Regions from separate parts of the Mus musculus genome. Here region 1 is linked to region 2. A link is a contact called in public HiChIP or PLAC-seq data. All regions are on one chromosome and are shown on one strand. Each heading gives the region's core, a stretch centred on a gene start, on an enhancer-like site or on the middle of the called end of the contact. The rest is flanking DNA. Distances are from core to core; before and after follow the strand shown.

Region 1 (6,605 bases), core at 1,545-4,044, 340 kb after region 2:
GCTCTCCCTGTAGAGACTGAAGTCTTATGTATGGATTTTACCGCCCTCCATCTCTATGCAAAGTTAAGACTCAAAAAAAAAAATGAATGTGTGGACATCTCTCCTCCTGGGTCTTCTCTGTAGATTCTTGGAGGACCCAAAGGGCTGAAATATGCCAAGCTACCACAGAGGAATGAGCTGAATTCAGAGGCTGTGAGAGCTGAATTCTCAGCTGGGAGCCTGGACCGCACCAATGCACGAAGCAGCAACAGCTCTGGCCCGCAGTCCATAGTAGACAGCTTAATAGCAACAGCAATCACCACGCATGGAACACTTCATTTGAGCCTTTGTCTCATTTAGTCTGCCAACGAGAGGCACTATTTTTCTCCACTTTACAGGTGAGGAAGCCCAACTAAGATATTAGGTAATTTAACAAGATGGCATGGTCAATCAGGGGCAAAGCTAAGAATCAAACCCACATCCCGCTTGCTTAAACCCCAGCTGTCCCTCTTCCCCAGCAAAAAGCCTTTCCTCATCTCTCCTGGCCCTGCGGATTCCTGAAGAGAGCTTTAGTTGGACAGTTCCCAGAATGCGGACTCTAGAGAACCAAGCACCTCATCCTAGCTGACCTAATTAGGTTAGAATACCCACTGCGATACAAGGACGCCTTGTTTTAAATACAACAAAGTATTTAGATGAAGCTAAAAGGATTACTTTTGTAGTTAGAAACTGAAAGTCAGCGTCTCCTCAGAGCAGAATCTCCTACCCCTCCTACTCTGAAGGCCCTTCTGTGGCACCTCACTCCGACCCTGTTCTGTGTGTCCCCAAAGTCACCACACTGCCTGCTTCCCCAGGGACCTAGTGATGTTTGCAACTCTGCCACCAACACTGAGATGGCATGTGAGTATGACAGACACCTCTTGCACAGGATGCTCTAGAGGCTTCTGCCCCTCAACAGGACTCTACATCCTCTCAGAGGGAGCCTGAGGCTAGCTTGGCACAAGCCATCGCCTCCCTAGATTATTCCAATCACAACAAATCTGTGAACAGATATCCTAAAGGATCCGTTGTTTGTTTGTTTGTTTGTTTGTTTGGTGTGTATACCATGTGTACACGCATGCACATGTACATGCATGCTCATATACAATTGTCCCTGGGCAGAGACCAAAAGACAACCTGAGTGTCACTCTTCAGAAATATCACTTCTATTTTTTTAAACAGGATCTCTTTCTATCCTGAGGTGGTGATGATGACACTCAGAAGTCAATGTGAAAGTTATAGATACAAACAAACCACAAAGTGTTTTAAGTAAAATCTCAAAATAGCTGAGGGGAACTGGAAATTGCCTAACACAAAGAGTACTAGCTATCTTTTGTTCAGTGTATCTGTTATCTGTGAGGACACTTTCACGCTGTACAGAAGCAGGGCCTGTCATGACATGCCAATTAAAAAATTAAGTCGAAATGTTTAAAAGGTTTTAAATTCACGAAAGTTAGCCTATCTGTTAGAAACATCAGCTTTCCTGGAGGATTTCCCCATTCCCCATCAACGGCTACCAGCAGCTGACAGAGACTCTAATATCTCCAGGGCAGAATGCTAGAGAGCCTGGTTCCTGTTCTGTGGTGACAAAGCTTGTTCAATGTAGGCTAAAGACCACAGTTTTCATCTTTCGCTTGGAAGCTTCTGCCACAAAAGACAAATATCAGTTCTCTACTGAAACCCCTTTCCCTTTCCCTGTCCCATGTCTATGTTCATCTGTACCACCGTACAAGGGTCAGGAAGGCAGCCACCAAAATCTTTTTTTAGATTACTTAACTTCAAAGTCAACTTAATAAAGTTTACCTTTAACAAATAGTCCATCTGGGTCTGGAGATGTAGCTCAATTAATAAAGTGCTTGCCTGCCATGAGGAGACCCTGGGTTCGACTCCCTGCAGCATATAAACCCTGAGGGGTGGTGCATGTCTATAGTCCTAGCACTCCTTAGTAGAGGCACAGGGGAATCTGAAGTGCAAGGTCACCCTGGACTACACAGAGTGTGAGGTATCCTGAAATATATGAGACTGTATTACACACATGTGCACACACACACACACACACAACTGCGGGTTTTACTTGCTCCAGCTGACCTCCAGCAACCACCCCCTCCCGCTCCCCTAGGCTCTGCGGACTGGATGACTCCCCTTCCCTGCAGCGTTAGTGGGCCTGAAAGCTGACGATGCAGGCAGCTGATGTTGTGGGACACACGCAGGAGAGACAAAGTCAGCCCCAAGGACCTCTGTGCTGACTCCCAGCACACAGTCAGGGAGTGTTGGGTGAGAGGTCGGCCCCAGAAGGGACGGAGCCCGAATCCCTGCTCCTCCTTAAGGAGTGGGGCGGCCAGAAGATTGTCCTGCGCACTCCAGAGAAAGGGGCAACCCAGAGCGCACACACCCACCCAAGCAGGTGAGCTGCATCCTTCTGCCAGCGCACCGGGACGGCCCAGCGGATCTCCATCTTTCCTCTGCTTCCCGGGCCAGGCCAGGATCTCCGCCACCAGCGATGCGCCCTCGAGGCCACGGGAAGAAGGATCCGCCCCCCGCACCTCTGCTTCTCAGTCCTAGCTCCGGGTTCCCAGGGTCCTACGGCATTTCGCGCACCCGACTCGCTCACCTCCAACAACAACGCCCGCCAGCGCCCCCAGCGCCAGCAGAGCGGCCCAGAGTTGTCCCGGCCACTGCGCTCGCATCCTGTCCGCCGCCCTTCACGCCGCGCGCGCGCCACGGCGAGCCTGGCACCCGCAGCTGCTTTTCCTGCGGAGGGGAGGGAAGAAGGGAGGGGACGGGGTGGGTGGGACACAGCGGGGCGGGCGGAGTGCTCGCGCTCCCTCCCTCCGGCTCACGCCTGGACCCTGCCTGAGGCTGAGTGTGATGGGTAAACTTTGCAATCTTCCCCAGCCCCCCGCCCACGAGGACCTGCCCGCGTTCACTAGAGGAGACCGCGCCCCCCGGGGTCCTGTGTGCATCTGGGTCCCAGGTGTCTGCGCCTGGGTGCTCGGTTTAAAAAAAGAAGAAAAAAAAAGCTTTGGGTCACTTCCTGGACTCTGCTAGTCCCACCTCCGCAGAGACATCAACACTGCTATTTCACTTCACCGGGCTCAGTTTGCTTTCCTCCTGGTTTCATTCTTTTCCTCAACGGGCAGGCAGCTGTCAAATGCTTTCTATGCAGCCTCTTGTCAATACCACACCTGCAGCTTGTGGTAGGAAAGACGGATCCGAGTAGAGCCTCTGTCTGTAAATGCTTGCTTGCCCGTAGCAGGTGTCTAAGAATCATTTTAGAACAGTCACCATATTGCCTTCCAACTCAAATTCACTAGCTTTATAGTATTTTCCTCAGAGAACACTTGCTGCTGTTCCTATCCCCTGCACTAGTTTCCTTGAGTCTTCCCCAGATGGGAAACCCCTAGACGTGCAAAAGGTGCAAAATGCTGAAGCTGATCAGGATGTCATAAGAAGTGACTGGGCCTGTGCATCCTTACGCAAGAAGGGTAGTGTTGTAAAATAAATAAATAAATAAATAAATAAATAAATAAATAAATAAATAAATAAATAAATAAAACTAGGGCAGGCGATGTGGTGCAATCGGCAGAGCACTTGCCTAGCAACCACTGGGCTCCATCCCCAGCACTACGTGAAACAGGATGTGATGCCTACAATTCCAGCCTAAGGAGGCAGGAAGACCAGAAGTTCCAGGTAGTGCTTGAGTACATAGGGAGTTCAAAGCCAGCCTGAGCTAGAGCAGACTCTGGAGGAAGGGTGTGGAAAGAACTCAGCCATGATCCATCACCCAGCCTTAGCCCAAGAGATTTTTGTCACTCCTAAATGTCCCATGCCTTTCCATCTGACTGACCTTCCTTCCTCTTTCCATTTGGAAAATCCCACTTACTTTTCAAAACATCTCAAATGCCATGTCTTCCACGCCATCTTGTCTGATGTTCCTCCTCCTCCAGCCTTGTCCTCTCCAGAGGTGTACCCTTCTTCCTCAGACTTCTCACACAACAGGATATTATATCATTTCATGTCACAGATATGAACTTTATAACTGTATAAATTCATGGACACAATTGTATTTTCCCCGGTATTTCATTACTCTACACAGTGACTCATAGCAAGTTTGAATACACCCTAGGCTACATAACAGGAAAGTATCCCAAGCAAACCAAAAGTAATAGTGAGGCTAGGGAGATGTCTCAGTGGACAAGAGTGCTTGCTGGACCAATGTGAGGACCTGGGTTCAAATTCCCCAACAACCACAAACAGATCTGAGCATAGACATCTGCTGGCCTGTAATCCCAGTGCAATGGGAGGAAGTGGTGAGGCAGAAGGCTGCCCGGCAGCTAGCCCAGCTCCAGGCTTAGTGAGAGACCCTATCTTGTGAAAATACAGCATCCTCTGATCTCCACATGTATGTGCATGGGTACACATGGGTATAGCCATGCAACCACCGTATACATAAGCCTACACTACACACACACACATATCACACACTTATATACATATACACACAAAACAGTAATTTAAAAACACAATTTAGGCTTTTTATTTTAAATGGTTATTCATCTCTTAAATCAGGAGAGCAAGAGATTCACCCATCTGTCTACCACTTCTGCTACTCTTCACTCTGTTCTCTAGTTCTGAGTTTCAGTCTAGAATCATCTCCCTTCGTCGTGCTAAACTTTACGTTTAGCAACTCCTGGACCTGGAGGAATGGTTCAGTGTTTAAAAGTACTGTCTGCTGTTCTGGAGGACCCAGGTTCGAGTCACCCTCATGGCAGCTCACAACCATCTGCAACTCCAGTTCCAGGGGATCGGATATCCTTATACAGACATGTGCAGGCAAAGCATCGATGCACACAAAGTTAATCGATGATATTTTTAAGTTTAGCAACTCTTACAACTCTCCTTAAACAAATTTGCTGAACTTCTGGCTATTTCACTGTGTTTTTGATGATATTTCTTATAAATGGCTTTATAAATTGTCACAAGTTTCCCTCCACCCCTTTCTATGTCCCTGTTTTTTTAAAGTTAATTTGTAGAGTGTGTGTGTGTGTGAGTGTGGTGTGTGTGTGTGAGATGTGGTGTGTGGGGTATACATGTGGTGTGTGTGTGTGTCCTGTGTGTGTGGTGTGTGTATGTGTGTCCTGTGTGTGTGGTGTGTGTGTGTGAGGTGGGGAGTGTATGTGTGGTATGTGTATGTGTGCCCTGTGTGTGTGGTGTGGTGTGTGTGTGTGTGTGTGTGTGTGTGTGTGTGTATATGTGTGTGGTGTGGTGTTTGTGTGTGTGGTGTGTGTGTGTGTGTGTGTGTGTGTAGTGGTGTGTGTGTGTAGTATATGTGTGGTATATGCAACTATATGCATGCCATGGTACACATGGAGGTGGAGGACAGCATAGGATCCAGGAATGGAACTCAGATCATCAAGTTTGCTTAACTAACACTTCTGCCCTGTGAGCCATCTCCTAGTGTTCAAGTTTGAGTCTATCTCGGCAGAGAACTTGAAGCAGCTGTTCACATCCTGACAGGAGGCCAGAGGGCAAAGAGACTTGGACCTGTATGAAACTGAGCTATTACCCTCCAAGGTTCTCCTCTACCAGCCAGGTCTCACCTTTTTGCATTCTGAACCTCAAAGCTTCACCACCAACTGGGGATCAGTTAGTTATCCAAACAAATGAGCCTCTGGGGGCCACTCACACTTAAGCTGAATCAAAGACATCCCACTGTGTGCTGACCCTATTGTCTTCACTGAAGCTTACCGTCCTCCCAGTTCTTTTCTCTATCCTCTTGTTCTGGCTGCCCCCTTCCCACCTTAACGGTTCATCTTGAAATTAGTTATGTTTATTTTGTAGTTCTCTTCTGTCCTTCCCCAGCTTCCCCTAATGTCCACATCTTGCATTGATTGCCAAATCATAATTAACCAAACAAAAGATTGTTGATTCAGTACTGTAAACAGATCCTGTCACAGAATGTGATCTCTGCTGCTTTTCCCAGGACCCCAGTTCTGATCCAGGCTCTCTGTTATATTTAGTCACTGAGTCTCCCAATTATCCTTCAACCTACGGTGGGTATTTTCATAGTTGTTCTTTTTACACGCCATCCCTGGTTGGAAAGGATGGTGTCTGAGAAGCTCTGTACACAGGACAGTAGGCAGAGATGCAAACATTGCTTGAGCATCCTTCTTGTAACGGCCTCCTCACCGCAGCCCTGAACCTGAGGGAGCAAGGGCGGATCCTGGTTACCACATCTCAGCCTGTGGCATGCTTTCTGGATCCTGATGAATAGACAGGGAGATGTGTACACGATGAACTCAGCCAGTCAGAGCCCATTCCCAGAATCCTAAATTGAGAAGGAACACCCAGGGTTCACTGTCAGGGTCTGTGCAGTCAAGCTTGGGAACTGAAGGTTTCCTGAAGGCTGAAACCAGGGAAACCATTTTGAACGGAGTGCAGGAGAACGCAGGCCGAAGTCTAAACTCTTGCTCAGGCAGCCTCAGGTGGAAACTAGTCATTCCAGATTAAAGGCCAGGAAATTGGACCAGGAAGTTGTGATTTTTTTTTCTTTCCTTTTCTATCATTTACACATATTTGAAAGGTCA
Region 2 (6,448 bases), core at 2,736-5,235:
TCTTTTTTCTATTTCTAGATTTATATAATTATTTCATGTACGTGAGTATACTGTAGCTGTCTTCAGACACACCACAAGAGGGCACCAAATCCCATTACAGATGGTTGTGAGCCACCATGTGGTTGCTGGGAATTGAACTTCTAGAAGGACTTCTAGAAGAGCAGTCAGTGCTCTTAACCACTAAGCCATCTCACCAGCCTGAAGATAATGTTTTCAACAAACGATCCTGGGAGAACAGGATATTCACTTGCAAGAGAAGGTCATTGCTTAGGATTCTAATCTCATCCCCCTCCATCCCCACAAAATATGTCCCACACAGATCAAGCACCTAAAAAGCCAGAACTCCTAGAAGGAATTTTGGTATAAACATTAGTATCTTTAGCTATTTTTAGATTTGATACCAAAAAACAGAACTAGTAATCATCCATGGTATATAACAGAGATCGGATCCCATACGGGCCTACCAGGCCCTCTAACACCAGGTAATGATGAAGTAGGTCAGCCATAAATAGGAAATGTGCTAGATGCTTCTGAGTTTCAAAAACACCGTGTTAACAGCAAAGGTTTGAAGAACACACAGGAGCAGACTGTCTGCTGAGCTCGCTTTGCAACTCAACCCAGCTGAAACAAAGGATGGGTCTGTGGGGTCTGCCTATGTAAACACAGAGCTAAATATTAAACTTTGAGCCTTGATCACTTGGCTTCATCCTTCTCTCACTCACCTGGTTCTTTTTCATTCCAGCCTCCCTTTCCCATGGCTGCTGTGGATTCCTTCCAAACTGATAAAAATCATATGTGACTGGGGAGGAACCCCTGAAGAGCTTGGCAACAGAGAGGAAGAAAGAAATCAGGAAGACCAACAAAACAAGTAACTTGTTTTGCTGGTCCCCTCAGCATGAGAACAGCTTGGAGACTGATTGAGACATGGAAATGTCTTCATCCAGGACTTCAGCCACAAAGAGCAGATCAACCTTGTTAGCTACAAAATTCTCAGGTCTCATTAGGCCATCCTTTCATATGGCATAAGTAAAAATTTTTATTACAGTCTTGTTATACATCAAAACTAACTTATAAAGAAAGATAGATGTCTTTCACCTGCTCATATAAAGAGCAGAGAACCATCTGTAACTGCTCTGTGCACACTGTACTTTCCATACACTTATTATTGTAGAAATGTATATTGCTTATGAGAGTTTATATGTTTACAGAAGAAAAGGACCAGACACCAATGGAAGGAATATAGTTTGACAAGATGTATCTTTAAGGATGCTGAAAAAGGATGCTGAGATGCTGAGATATATATTTTTTGTGGCATCCTGCTCGATCCAACCTCACAGGGCCCTTATTAGCTGATTCATGAAAAAGCTGCTGACCCCAATTGGTCCAACCTTTAATACTGGAAAGTCAGGCCTTCCAATAAGCCTGTACTTTTACAGCACACAGAGACTGGACAGCAAACATTACAGCTAGCTTTCTTAAGACTGGCCTATATTCCAATTTTCTTGTCACCCCCAAAACAGCAGGAAGAAATTTCAAGAGAACGATGCCCCATTTCCTAAAAGTTGGGTTGATTGGTTTTTGGTCACCTAATGAGTTTATCATCATTAAAAGAGGGGTTGGCTGAAAGTTGTTAAATGGTCACAGTCAAGGAGGAAACAAGGCATAGGAGGTTAAATTCGGAGATTGCTCTCTTTTGTTTTCTTCTATTCTTCTTTCTTCCTTATGTAGTGGGTGGGATAAGGGATAAAAGGAAAAAGGGGAGAGAAAAGATGAAAAGAAAAAACCGTGAAACAGGAATGATAAGAAAGGGTAGATTATTGAATCTACTTCTAGACCAAAGAACATTAACAAATCAAATATTTCACATTTGGTATGGACTTTGTATATTGATACAGATTAATGTTATATTTTGTTAAAACATACCATTTATGTTTCAACTCTTGTTTAAGGAATGCACCTATTTGATTATTTAAAATGAGATGTTAAGTTCTAGTCTTTTTGAAAGCTTTTATTGCGAACTGTTTAGGATAATTAAGTAATACAAGTTAGTAGTCAGTTAATCACACTCATGGCCATGCTAGATACTAGTTTAGTTAATTACAGAAATATGTTTCCTAGGCTAAACAGATAGTAAATAGCTAGACATAAACAACGTTTGCCTATTCAGATATACTATAGATAAATAGACTGTCTTAAAAAACCTCAGAGATCCACATAACATGACATTTGGGATGTTTTGTTAATAAACAGATTTTTTGACATTGAATTATGTCAGATCCTGGTAGTAGCACCTTTCTAGTTCAAAATAGATGATGAGCATTGAAGAGCCTCCGTGTAGAGTTTGTTTCAGATGTGGCAAGCTGTCACTGGGTAAGAAACTGTCCTTGTTTGCTTCAACTGCTGATGGTATGCTGTCCAAACTGGACAAGAATTGAGATGCAGGGAAGTAGACTGTTAAGCTTTGCAAGGACAAGGTAGGCAAGCCCTTCAAAATTCCTGTTTCTCAAAAAAGTCTATTAAATATTCTGGGCCAGAAGGCTGAAGATAGAGGTTCCAATGTTATTGAACAATTTGGGAGGACTTCTCAGGCAGCCAATGACTCTGTCACTTTTATAGTTTTGGAAGTTGCTAGCTCTGCACTTCCTGCTTACTCAGGTAATATTTATCCTCCTCAAGTTTCTGATGGGGTTAAAGACTAGATAGTTGTAGTCTCACAATAAAAGCTTAAGTTTTGGACTTAAGAACATGTTTTTGGGTATAAGAAGATGTTTTTAGATTGATAATACAAGTTATGATAGAAACTGATTTAGGTGCAAAACTTCTGAACTCAGCCAGATAGACTAGATAATAGAGTACTTTCTCCTAAGTTGCCATTTATAAATGGACTAGATACTGTGAATACAACTCTTACATGATGGTTTTCATAATTGTTCTTACTATATACAGTTTATTATTGTAAGAGAAAGATTTTTATTGGACTAAAAAGGGGAGATGTTGGTGTTGGTCTTGTGCAGTGCATATTTAGATGCTGGGCTCTGTGCCTCAAAATTGGGTTGCAGTTTGGACATAGGCATTGTATTGACCAATATGCTATAAAGAATGCTCCCCAATAATCTTTGATTGATGACTAAAAGACTGGAGTCTATAGCTTGGCAAAGAGGATAGGAAGGCAGTACTTATAATTGAGTGGGTTGTCTCAGGAATGACCATGAGGGAGAGTGGAGAGAGAAGAAGAAAAGAGAAGAGAAGAAGGAGGCTGTTTTGAGGCAGGAGGGACTGTGAGCATGTGGTCAAGAGAAGCTAACCTCGAGGACACACATGGAACAGAGAAGACTCAATTGGCAAGTGACAGGGCATTTATCTGGTTATTGATGGCCTAGTCAGGTTAGAATGGTTCAGAACCTACCTGACCACTACCATGCCTTCAGCTTGTTAATCACATCTGATGTCTCACTGTTGTTTACTCAGGAGCTAAATGGGATAGAGTGGGGCAGAACCCACCCCCTAAAATTACTACAATATTTATACTCAGTGCAGTCACTTTGGAAGATAATCTGGCTTTCTTTAAAAAAAAGATTTATTTTATTTCTCTCTCTCTCTGTGTCTCTCTGTGTCTCTCTCTGTCTCTGTCTCTCTGTCTCTCTGTCTCTGTCTCTCTCTCTCTCTCTCTCTCTCTCTCTCTCTCTCTCTCTCTCTCTCTCTCTCTCTGCAGATAAGAAGGAATCAGATCCCTTGGAGATGAGTTACACATGGTTTGGATTACATTATAGGGATAATCGCTTGTGGATTATGTGGAAACATCATCTGTCAATAAAAAGCTGATGTTCCTATTAGCAAAAGGCAGAAACTACAAGGTGGGAGTTCTGGTAGGGAGATTGCAACGATGGGAAATAGTCAGAGGTGGGGAATTTGTCACCCAGACTCGTATGAAACTGAGGAGAGGTAACCACCATGTGGCAGACATAGAATCGTTTAAATGGGTTAAATAAGTTAGGAGCAAGTCAGGGAACAAGCCTAGCAAAAGGCCACAAGTATTGTTAATAAATAGTAAGCCCCTGAGTCATTGTTTGGGAACTAGGGTGTGGGTGGAAAACGCCATGGTTACATACATGATGTGGATGCTGAGAACAGAACTCTGGTTTTTTTCAAAGAGAAGTTTTAACTACTAAGTCATTTCTTCAGCCCCTGGACTGGCTTTCTTTAACCATTAAATAAAAAGTTACTATATGGCCCAGAAATTTTGCTTCTATAAATATACTAGAAAAGTTAAAACATACATCAACACAAAAACTTGTATGTGGATACTTGCAGGACTATCCATACTTGCCCAAAATTGGAAATAATTAAATACTCATTTACCAATGAACATATAATAAATAAAATATGATATTTCTATTATTTCAGACTATTCAGTAACGAAGTATTGGTACATAATAAGACACTATGCAATGCCATTTATAGGAACTGCTTGCAGTAGGCAGATTGATGAAGATGGGTTAGTGGCTGTCCTAGTGGTGTAGAAGAATTAGGGATGAGGAATGACTGGCACTGAGTGTGGTGGTTCTATGTGGGGATAACAGAATTACTCTCAAAATAACAATTGTGATCAGTACAGATCTGTAACCACAGAGAACACCATCAGATCATGCACTAGTTATTATGTATGTGTGGGTGTTCTGTCTACTCAAATGTCTCTTCACCATCTGCATGCCTGGTGTCTGAAGAGGTCAGAAGACGATGTTAAGTCCTTTAAAACAGAAGTTACAGAGAGTTTTGATCTACCATGTGCATGCTGGGAACTAAGCTGTGTTTTTAATCACTGTGCTAGCTCTCTAGCTCCATCACGCCTTTCTCTGGATTAATTATTTAGCATATGAGTTATTCTCAGTAGAGTTTAACAATATTCTACCAGAACTTTTCACCTTTAACAATGAAATCAACGATCTTTCTCAATATGCTAAATATGTCTAATAAGTCTATTATGTCAATAGGTAAATGTACCTTTGCTTTTTAAAAATTCTGATGTTATTTTTAGTTTCTTCCATTTTTTTTTAATCATGTGAGCTCCTTAGTGGTATGGACACAGGAACAGAAAACATGTATCAAGGGCTGCCTGGTTTCTTAAACACTGACACTGATAGTTTTCATATATATATTTCTAGTCTTTAAAATCATTCTTTAATTCTTTGCAACAATTAAAAATGAAATTTTGATGAACGAAATTCAACCTCACAAGAAGCTTCCATGGACTTACCGTTGAAGGGCAACGTTTTCATCAGTTCCTCCAACTCCTTGTCTGTGAGCTCGATACCAAGGTTCTCCAGGACACTCGGTACATCACTGGCCTCAATCTTCTCCCCTGTCAAAGGAGACTGGCTAAGGACCACAGTTCAGACTATGCTCATCATGGCTACCAAAAAGAGTTTCCTTATCATTAAAAGTATCCCCATTTTCAGGTCAAAGATGAAAGTGAAAAGAAATCATTTAAAAACTATTGCGACCATAAACTTGTTAGGCGAAGTTTATATCTCATAATACAAATAAGCTACTTTGACAGTGAGTAAAATCTGATAAAGTTAATTTGTTACATTTATTTTTTAGTGTGTGTGTGTGTGTGTGTGTGTGTGTGTGTGTGTGTGCGCGTGTGCACATGTGTGTATGGTATCTGTCGTGGTGCAGGCGTGGAGGACAAAGGATAACTTGGAGGAGTTGATTTTTTCTTTCCACCATGTTGACCCGAGGACCTGAAGGCTTCATCCTGCCCGGCAGCATGCACCTTTACCTACTGAGCCACCTCACAGGCCTAATTTAATTTATAACAAAATACTTACATAAAATTTTCTTCAAAAATAATTTCTAGACTTATTTATTTGCTTCTTTACTTTTGAGACAGAGTCCCTTTGTGTTTAATACCAGCCTCAAAGTTGTATAGCTGAGACTGGCTTGGAACTCAGTCCTGCCTCAGTCTCCAGAATGCTGGATTAGAGCTATGAGATACTATTCTTAGGGAAAAAACATTTTGATTTTTAAAAGAGAATTACAATGGATATGACGAGGGCATTGACTTGACTATTTGAAGACTTGACTCAGGTTCAGTGTACCTTTCTCTACTGGGTTTTCAAAGTGCCATTGAAGCAAATTATAACATCATGAGCAACAACAGATTACAGAATCCCATTCCAAAACTATGGAAAATTTTAAAACATGTAGCTGTAGAGTCCAATATTGTCAACAAGTTATAAAAATACCAGAATTTATAAGTCAGGCATCAGGTATTGAGAAATATTACCGAATATGAAGCATTATTGAGGATAGCCCAACCCTAACTTTATAACCTTCCCACTCACCTGTATAATCTTTCAGTTTTTGCATCAGTGTTTGTAGCGAAATTTTCTCATCAACTATAGGAGAAGATTAAAAGACATTACGATGTAACAGAGACTGTGGG

Evidence for each region. HiChIP or PLAC-seq counts read pairs in DNA pulled down with a chosen protein or histone mark.
Region 1: a contact with region 2 is called in an HNF4G HiChIP or PLAC-seq map of pancreatic cancer cells. The contact joins the promoter of Itgb3 here to the enhancer-like site in region 2. A contact is called at or near these places in 3 of 39 promoter capture datasets (cranial neural crest, hippocampal neurons and maxillary cranial neural crest), 1 of 15 datasets of contacts at CTCF or cohesin (pro-B cells), 1 of 484 Hi-C or Micro-C datasets (embryonic stem cells), 6 of 115 datasets of contacts at active chromatin or transcription factors (bone marrow-derived macrophages, embryonic limb bud, embryonic stem cells and 2 more) and 1 of 9 other capture datasets (embryonic stem cells).

The regions. Positions count from the first base shown.
Region 1 is chr11:104,604,189-104,610,793 of GRCm38.p6, reverse strand. It overlaps Itgb3 (integrin beta 3), which reads right to left and starts at 2,794. Exons shown (of 15, transcript NM_016780.2): 1 at 2,630-2,794. The coding sequence starts at 2,705.
Region 2 is chr11:104,950,153-104,956,600 of GRCm38.p6, reverse strand. It overlaps Gm11639, which reads right to left. Exons shown (of 108, transcript XM_017314877.1): 81 at 6,348-6,401; 82 at 5,255-5,359. Among named protein-coding and RNA genes, the nearest start is that of Gm25362, 130 kb to the left of the region's middle. Within about 2 kb of position 3,985, at least 10 of the 459 cell types and tissues checked have an H3K27ac peak or open chromatin away from gene starts, as enhancers often do. A contact at or near this core is called in pancreatic cancer cells, where this site is marked.